Regions from separate parts of the Mus musculus genome. Here region 1 is linked to region 2. Evidence: chromatin contacts called from public HiChIP or PLAC-seq data. All regions are on one chromosome and are shown on one strand. The core of a region is the stretch at or near the end of the contact, and the rest is flanking DNA. Distances in the headings are between cores, read along the strand shown. Region 1 holds the start of Poc5 (POC5 centriolar protein). Region 2 has its middle 37 kb from the start of Gm29543.

The links. HiChIP or PLAC-seq counts read pairs in DNA pulled down with a chosen protein or histone mark.
Region 1: a contact with region 2 is called in an H3K27ac HiChIP or PLAC-seq map of neural progenitor cells, with 5 times the contacts expected there. The contact joins the promoter of Poc5 here to the enhancer-like site in region 2. A contact is called at or near these places in 1 of 39 promoter capture datasets (maxillary cranial neural crest), 1 of 484 Hi-C or Micro-C datasets (olfactory sensory neurons) and 4 of 115 datasets of contacts at active chromatin or transcription factors (astrocytes, embryonic stem cells, forebrain and 1 more).

Annotation. Positions count from the first base shown.
Region 1 is chr13:96,386,801-96,390,731 of GRCm38.p6, forward strand. It overlaps Poc5 (POC5 centriolar protein), which reads left to right and starts at 1,494. Exons shown (of 13, transcript NM_026173.3): 1 at 1,494-1,731; 2 at 3,423-3,562.
Region 2 is chr13:96,167,675-96,171,585 of GRCm38.p6, forward strand. No RefSeq gene overlaps it. Among named protein-coding and RNA genes, the nearest start is that of Gm29543, 37 kb to the left of the region's middle. Within about 2 kb of position 1,572, at least 33 of the 459 cell types and tissues checked have an H3K27ac peak or open chromatin away from gene starts, as enhancers often do. A contact at or near this core is called in astrocytes, forebrain and neural progenitor cells, where this site is marked.

The DNA.
Region 1 (3,931 bases), core at 244-2,743, 220 kb after region 2:
CTGCCACCACCACCCCTGCTCCTTTTATAAAACACAACAGGGTCACCATGTAGTATTCAACTGAACAACAATTATTAGAACGAAGTATAAAATTATTTCTAGTGGTAGTAATTTGTCTTTTAAAATAAGCTTAGGGGAGGAAATCAACACAGCTAATGCCAACAAAAATTTTTTGTGATCTTCTTCGTTATCATTCAAATATAAGAGCCAGTGAAATGGCTCAATGGGTAAAAGCACTTACCACCAAGCCTTATGACCTGCGTTCAACCCCCAAGTCAGGTCACACGTGGTGAAAATAGAGACTATTTCCCCTCACCACACACACACACACACACACACACACACACACACACACAGAGAGAGAGAGAGAGAGAGAGAGAGAGAGAGAGAGAGAGAGCATAACTTTTAAAAGATAATAAAAGTCTAACTCTTGACAAACAGAAGTAGGTGAGGCTGCAGCTGTGCCACTTCCGTATACAGAAAAAAGAAAGTGACATCATGTAGGTTACAAAAGGGGTGGGGGGGATCGAACAGATTATTCTTTTCTAGTCTGGGGTCCGAAATGTCTGTTTTAATATATTAACTCATTTTATCTCCCTAGACCGTATTATGTGGGTAGCATTACCGAAGGTGTTAATGAGTACTTACTAAAGCCAAGTTTTAAGTTGTAATTGTGTTCTGTCTTTTAAGGTCGCGATATTCCACCAAAAGTTTCTGTTTGCAGCTTACAGCAGTTAGGTCATCAGTAAAACTTAGGCTGGTTAGACTCAGTCATGTTGGTTTAAAGTAGCTGCCAAGGGCTACTTTGGGAATTATCTGTTGGGTCTGTGATAGTAAACAATTTTACAGTATTAAATTACGTTGCTATGGATTTAGAAGTGAATTACACTGGATTCTCCCTGTTTAGCCTTCTGTATTTTATTTTAGCTGAGATGTCACCAAAGTTAGGATCTATGTTTAAATTTTTGAATACCCCACACAGAATAAACCAAGGGAAATGCCCTGGAGTTGCAAGTCAAAAACAAACAAACAAGCAAACAAAAAACAAAAAACTTAGGCTGGCAGTTTGTTATACCCTCATCCTCATAATTACATTATTCGTTAAACTCCCTAACCCAAAACTAAAGAAATCAATAGAGGGCATCGGACATTTGTGTTTTTAAGAGAGCAGCTGCCGGGCCAGTGGCCTTGCGGCCTGTTATCTGTGCATGAAACGAAATCTCGAGGCTTTATGCCTATGTCATCCTCATTGTTGAAAATAAACAGCACTCAGCTTTCACAGATTTGCGAAGATAATTAAATTTGTCTGCAGTGCCGCCCCGTAGTAGTCCTCAGGCACAGAGCAGCACCGAGCATGCGCTCTGTTCTGGGAACTCTGGGCCGGCTTTTGCCTGTAAATCTCCTACTTCCGGCTTGTCCCGCGGAGATACCTTGGGCTCCGCCCACTTACCACGGACCAATCAAGTTTAAGATTGCTGAAGCTGTGGACCAATAGTTAGGGCTGTCTTTCATCAGGGCCCTCAGTTTGAAACTGTCAAGTGGCTGCTAGGGGAGCCGCTGTGCTTGCTTTGGTTGCGGCGGCGACGCCGTCTGTCGCAGCGAGTCAGGAGCCGAGGTTTCGCCGAGACGGTGGATCCCGGTGGCGGCGCCCAGGCCGGTTCCTCCCTGGCAGGATTGGGAGCATCGTCCCTGGAGGTGCCAGAAAGAGAAGACACAAGTGATGCGAACTAAGTAGGTCCTGTTCTTTAGGACGTGGGGACATAGCCAAACAGAACGTTGTTTTTTATTAAGAAAGAATTAGATTTAAATGGGGCCGGATTGGAGGATGGTGAAAGAAAACTTGGAAGGGCCTGGTGCTCGCCCTCTCTTTGCGTGCAGTTAAGACGGGAGAAGTCACCTTGCGGCCAGCTACACGTTGGTTCGTTCTCCGCCTCTTAGAGATTGCGTTTGAATTCCCCGAGTCCGCTTTTCAGTTAAGTTGTACCAGTAGCAAAGAGAAGCATTCAAAGTATCTTGTGGTTTCAGCTTAGGTTAAAGAGTGCCGAGAATGTAGTGGAATGGTGCGTGTCACCCTCTAAAGCACCATTCTTCTGAACCCAGAAACTGAAGAAATGCTACTGTTTTCGTCTCACGTTATTTCTCCTGCCTGTTTGCAAAGAGCAGGGATAAATGGCAGATAACGTATTTTCCAAAAGTCCGATCGCTTTCTGACCGCAATATGTTTTTAAGAAACAATTTTGGCGTCTGATCATACCAGCTCATTTGTTACTAAAATAATCCACAATTCCCAACTCTGGTTGCCTACCAGGTCTGCAAACAAGTCATAAGGGAAAATGTAATTAAAATTAAAACGGATCAAATTACCACAGTGGTTGATTTGAGACTAGTGAAGTGTTCATTCTTCGATGCAGATCCATGCCTATTTTATCTTCCCTGCATGGCTTAATGAAAGACAGTCACAGCTCAGACTTAGTTTACTTATCCTCTGGAACCATACCAATGCTGAATAAAAGAGAAATTCCCTTTGCACAATTCTGGCTGCACCCTGGCTTTCTATTCTGTGGTTTTCCCTGCATCTCTCCCTTCTTCTTCAGTGTCTTTATCTCAATTGTTTTCTTAGCAAACTATAATTGAGGCCTGCTCCAGGGGCAGCTGAAACTGTCACGGGTGTCAAGGCAGCCTCCTGATCTGCATGCTGGGGGCCTTCCTTGCCCCCTTCTGGCCAGTGACCCTCATACTGCTCTCCACACAATTCCGGTGTTCTGGCTGCCTCCCATCTTTCTCCTGACACTTCACTGTTCCTTAAAAGCTAGCAGTTTTAGGTTCCTCTTCTCAGAGCAGTCCTCTGTTAGGATTATGAACTCCTTTGAAATCATGTTTGAATCTAAAAATCCTTCTAGAAAATACATATGTTTATATTCTAAAAGTGTGTGCAGTTGTGTTTGGTCTGCAGGATAGCAGTTCTTTTACCACAATGGGGAATCCCATCCATCCCCATTTCTTTCGTATTACCCCAAGAGGTCAATGCCTCCTCAGTCTAAATCTCCAGCCTATGCTTGTAATACAGGCAAAGGCACATCCTAGCCATTGTGAATTCCAGTGCTCGGAGCTGGGTGCTGAGTAGCCAACGTAGTCACATAACCGCTATCCTTCTGTAACCACAGAATTCAGCAGATTGATTCCCAGATCCTGCAGATGCCTACATCTACAGATGTTCAAGAGAACTATATAAAATGGCATAGTGTAGCCTATGACATATACCACCCTTCACACTTTAAATTATGTCCACTTTACATAGAACCCTAATATAGTATAAATGCTAGGTAAGTTGTTATTGCACAGAATTGTCTAGGGGATGGCGATAAGAAAAGTCTGTGCATGTCAAGACCAATGTGATTTTAAGAAATACTTTTGGCCCACAGATGAGTAAATCCATAGGAGCCCAGGGATACTGACTCCTGCGTGCCCACAAACCCGATGCTCCAGAGGCAACCTCATGCCGGCACAGCTGGTACTGAACTTGCTGACCTTCCAGTTCCATTGTGCTACCGTCCTTGCTTCGGTGAGTAGTAGCATGTTTCATCTAGTTACTCTGGACACAAATCTGAGCACATCAGTAGTCCCCACTTGGATGTTTAAGTGGTCATTGGTCATGAGCCCACATTGTCATCACCGTCGCACAGCTGCCTCAGAGCCACACCTCAGAGCCCTTGCCAAGGCTGCATTCTGGTTTAAGGACCTCATTTTGTCTCCCAGGTTGATACTTAAAAGAACCCTTACTGCTTGGATTCCTACAGCTGGCTCTCGATTGGACTCTATAGTTTTAGAATCCAAATCTGTCCTAAAGCTGCCAGAGTAGTATTTCTTTTTTAAAATGTGATTTTTTGAAAAGCGCAGTGTTCAGAGAGGTAGCTCTGCAGTAAGAGTCTAG
Region 2 (3,911 bases), core at 322-2,821:
CTCTTGTGTGTGTGTGTGTGTGTGTGTGTGTGTGTATGTGTGTGTATGTGTATGTGTGCATGTGCGTGTGAATATGCGTGTGCATATGCGTGTGTATGTGTGTGTGTGCATATGCGTGTGTATGTGTGTGTGTGCGTGTGTGTGTGTGCATGTGTGTGCCACAGTGTACACATATAGTACAGGGGACAAATCCTACTTGCTAGTTTTGCTCAGCAACACCTTTATCTGCTGAGCTTCACAGGCTCATAAACAGGTTTTAAGATTAAAGTTTTTAAAGTTCTGGCATCAAGAGGTGGGAAAGGTACACTAAAGAGTTAAAACTTTCATAGAAAAAAATGAGAGAGGTTGAGGAATGCTAAGTAAGTAATAAACAAACTAGGGAGGACACTGCCATTAGTTAGGAGATCCACCATCTCTGCACTTGATGAAGGTGATTTTAATTCCTGGGTCTTTGGGACTTCAGACCCCTCTCCCTCTCCCTCTCCCTCTCCCTCTCCCTCTCCCTCTCCCTCTCCCTCTCCCTCTCCCTCTCCCTCTCTCCTTCTCCCTACCCCCCTCTCTCTCTCTCACGCGCGGACACACACACACACACACACACACACACACACACACACGCACCCGCACATGCACACACACATACACACACAACCTGATAGCTTACACTGTGTATAATCATGATACATAGCACAACACGATATAGTGAATTATATACACACTGTGGAATGACTAACTCTAGTTAATTAACATATGCATCAGGTCACATAATTACTATGAGGTATAATTACTATCTTCCACAAATTTCTTATGTTACTTCTGCTGGTGGTGATGGAATATCTTTTAATAGCATAATCCCTTTTTCTCATCAATAACATATGAGTTTTATGGATTTAAAGCAATCAGCTTATATGCTTTAGCCTCATTTGGGAATAACCCAAATGCCATTACCAGAGGGCACAGACACTTGAGGTCCAGCCACAACTATAGTTACACTGGACATTCAGGAAGGCCCAGACTGCAGCATTGGCCACCACCCTGATCAACCTCCCAAGCATGTTGGGAGAGAGAAGTCAGACAGGAAAATGCACTGTGATCCCAATTACAGATATGTTCAAATCAGGCAAGATGGTAGCCTGTTATCACGGTTCCTCTTGGGGCCAGAAGACGGATGAGGCAGTCCTGAGTGCTGGAATGGTTTTGTTCTTCGTTTGGGTGCTGCTTATTTGAATAGATTCTTCTTGTCAAAATCCACAAGTCAGGGCACCTAGAGTTTTACTTACTGTATACACACATCACGTTTCGATCACAGGATACCCAGATTATTAGAAGCACTGGGGGAAATTCTATTAAATGTGAGACTGTCAAATGATAACAACGGGGAAAATCACAATTCCTGTTCTCAGCAGATGCATAGAAGTGCTGTTTAGATGAGGGTTGGAAAGGAGCCAGAGCATTAAAGTAATAAAGACAGGGATGGAAAAAAGCCCCAATTTCCGTAATGGGTGGAGCCACTGGCAGAGTCGTGACTAGAAAGAATGCTTGAGGCAGTCCTGCAGCAGACATCCCTAAAGAGACATGGCAGATTTCTGCTAGGATTTCACACCACTGTGAAAGACTGGGGTCTGTCTCCGTCCCTAAACACACCTTCAGAGAGGCCTTCTGGGATCAGAGCCCACGTCTTTTCATTTTAAAAATACCAACTTGGCAGCACCGGTTCGTCTGCGAGCACTGTTTTGTTTCTTTCTCATTTTATGTGAACACTGTAGCACTGTGGAGTTCAGCAGGCTGTTAGAAAAAGCTCTCTCGGTTCAGTAAGGAAAGCCTTTCAGAGCCTTTGTTTGCAATAGTGCGTCCTTCAGACAATCACATGGATCGGAACTGCTCTGCCAAGGTTTTGAAACAGATTCTACTCATCTAGTCAGGCACCCTGTGATCAGCCTTGCTCTGTCTTTAAAGATTCAGACCTACACACATACTAGCAACATTATATAGACAGAGCAGGTTGTATTTATATATATAGGTATACATACATACAACATACATATGCACACAGATGTATAAACAATGTGAGAAAATGAGGCCATAAATTTGAGAGTCTGCTGAAGCAAGGGTAGTTTATTGGAGGGGTTGGAAGGAGGAAAGGGAAAATTTAAATTTTTGTTTCACAAAACATAAAAAGACTAATCAACTCACACCTCCTCTGCAAAGCCCTCCACACAACCTTTCCAAATGCGCTTTCTCACTGGTTTCTGTTGAACTCACCTGGACCTTCATCTTAGCTCTTTTAAAGGGTGATAGCATAATACAGTGGTATGGTGGCCTTGGGGTTATAAAACTTTTAAAATAATTTTTATTTTCTTTGAATATTCCATTTTCCCAATTACTAGTTAAGATTGTTTTATTAAGAATGCTTGCGAAGTATCAGACATAGAAGATATATCAAAGACATTGTTCCCCCTATCTTATATCTTCCTTATCCTGTATCTGCCTTATCCTGTACCACCTTATCCTGTGTTCCACATCCTGTATCCCTTTACCCCATAACCCCTTATCCTGTATCCACTTGTCCTGTATCCCCCTATCTAGTACCCCTCATCCTTGTGTTGTCCGCCACTCACCAAGCAGACCAATCCTGGCACTATAGAGAAGAAGACTGAGTAATCGTTGTAAGCACCAGGCACTGGAGCCCATTGGAGACCATCTTGGAGGCTGGATACCAGAGGTGGACATCATGACTGAATGGAACGCATCCTTCTTTCTAAATGAGCTTTCTTCATGAGTAGGATAGCTTGCACCTTAGCCTTAGGTACTCAGGTTTCCAATAAGCAAGTTATGTTAACCAGCATGAGCATTCTAAGATAACACACAGAAGCTGCCAATTCTCCTAAAGTCCTGGGATTAGCTAGAAACCACATCTAGCCATATTCTATTAGGTAAAGCAGGTCCTTATGGGTAGTTCAGGCAGAGAGGGTAGGATAGACACTACATTTGCAGCTTTGTAGGAAAGATAGTCTACTCTAAGTAGAGCAGAGAGTGCAAAGGAGAGACAGGATAGGTTCTCTGGGAGAAGTGAGCCCTGAGGCTGCCTTTGACATAACTGAGACCAGGAGAGAGGAGGACCAGCACTTAGGCCATGCAGAAGCCAAAAACACTCTGCAGCTGGAATAACAGGAATAGGCCAGAAAGCATGAGCCACATGTGACATGCATAGGGATCTCTTGGCAGGGGCATGTATGAACAGACAGGAGACAGGGCAGAAGAGAGCCACCAAAGGATCCTACATGCTACACTGAGCTCCCAGACTTGGGAGGATGTTCTGTAAGTTTTTGACATGCCCTTCACATGTCCTTGAAGCAAGGATTTGGACGTTTATGAAACATTGACCACATGCTGGGTGCTGAGCTAAATATCGTATATACAGTTCATTTCATTTTTACTGCAAATTGGTAAGGTGAGTCTGGTCTTGATCTTATAGAGGGGGAAACTAAAGCTTATGAGTTTGAAGTTCACAATAGTAGACCATCTGGGACTCAGACTTGAGCCTGTTCAAAAGCCTGCATCCTCAACTCATCATCTCTAGTCATAAGTCCCCAGGGACAGAACACTTCAGATATTAAAAGGGACACCTGAGAGATGCACACTGAAGGGCTGACTTGTAGTCAAGATTACCCAACATCCCAAAGGCTCATAGAGAGCAGCAGTGGTGCAGATAACAACGGAGGCTGGAAGAGTTATAAAAGGCAGAATTGAAAAGCCGATATAAGAGCAGATGGATTGACCCAACAGAGCTGCCGCAGGTGGTGGAATGGCTGTTTACGTAAGAAGGCACAGCAAGGCCTGTGGATTTTGAAGGATTCTAGTAAGACAATGCCAGCCTCTCCCCAACCTGTGAACAGTGGCAGGCCTCCCTGAAT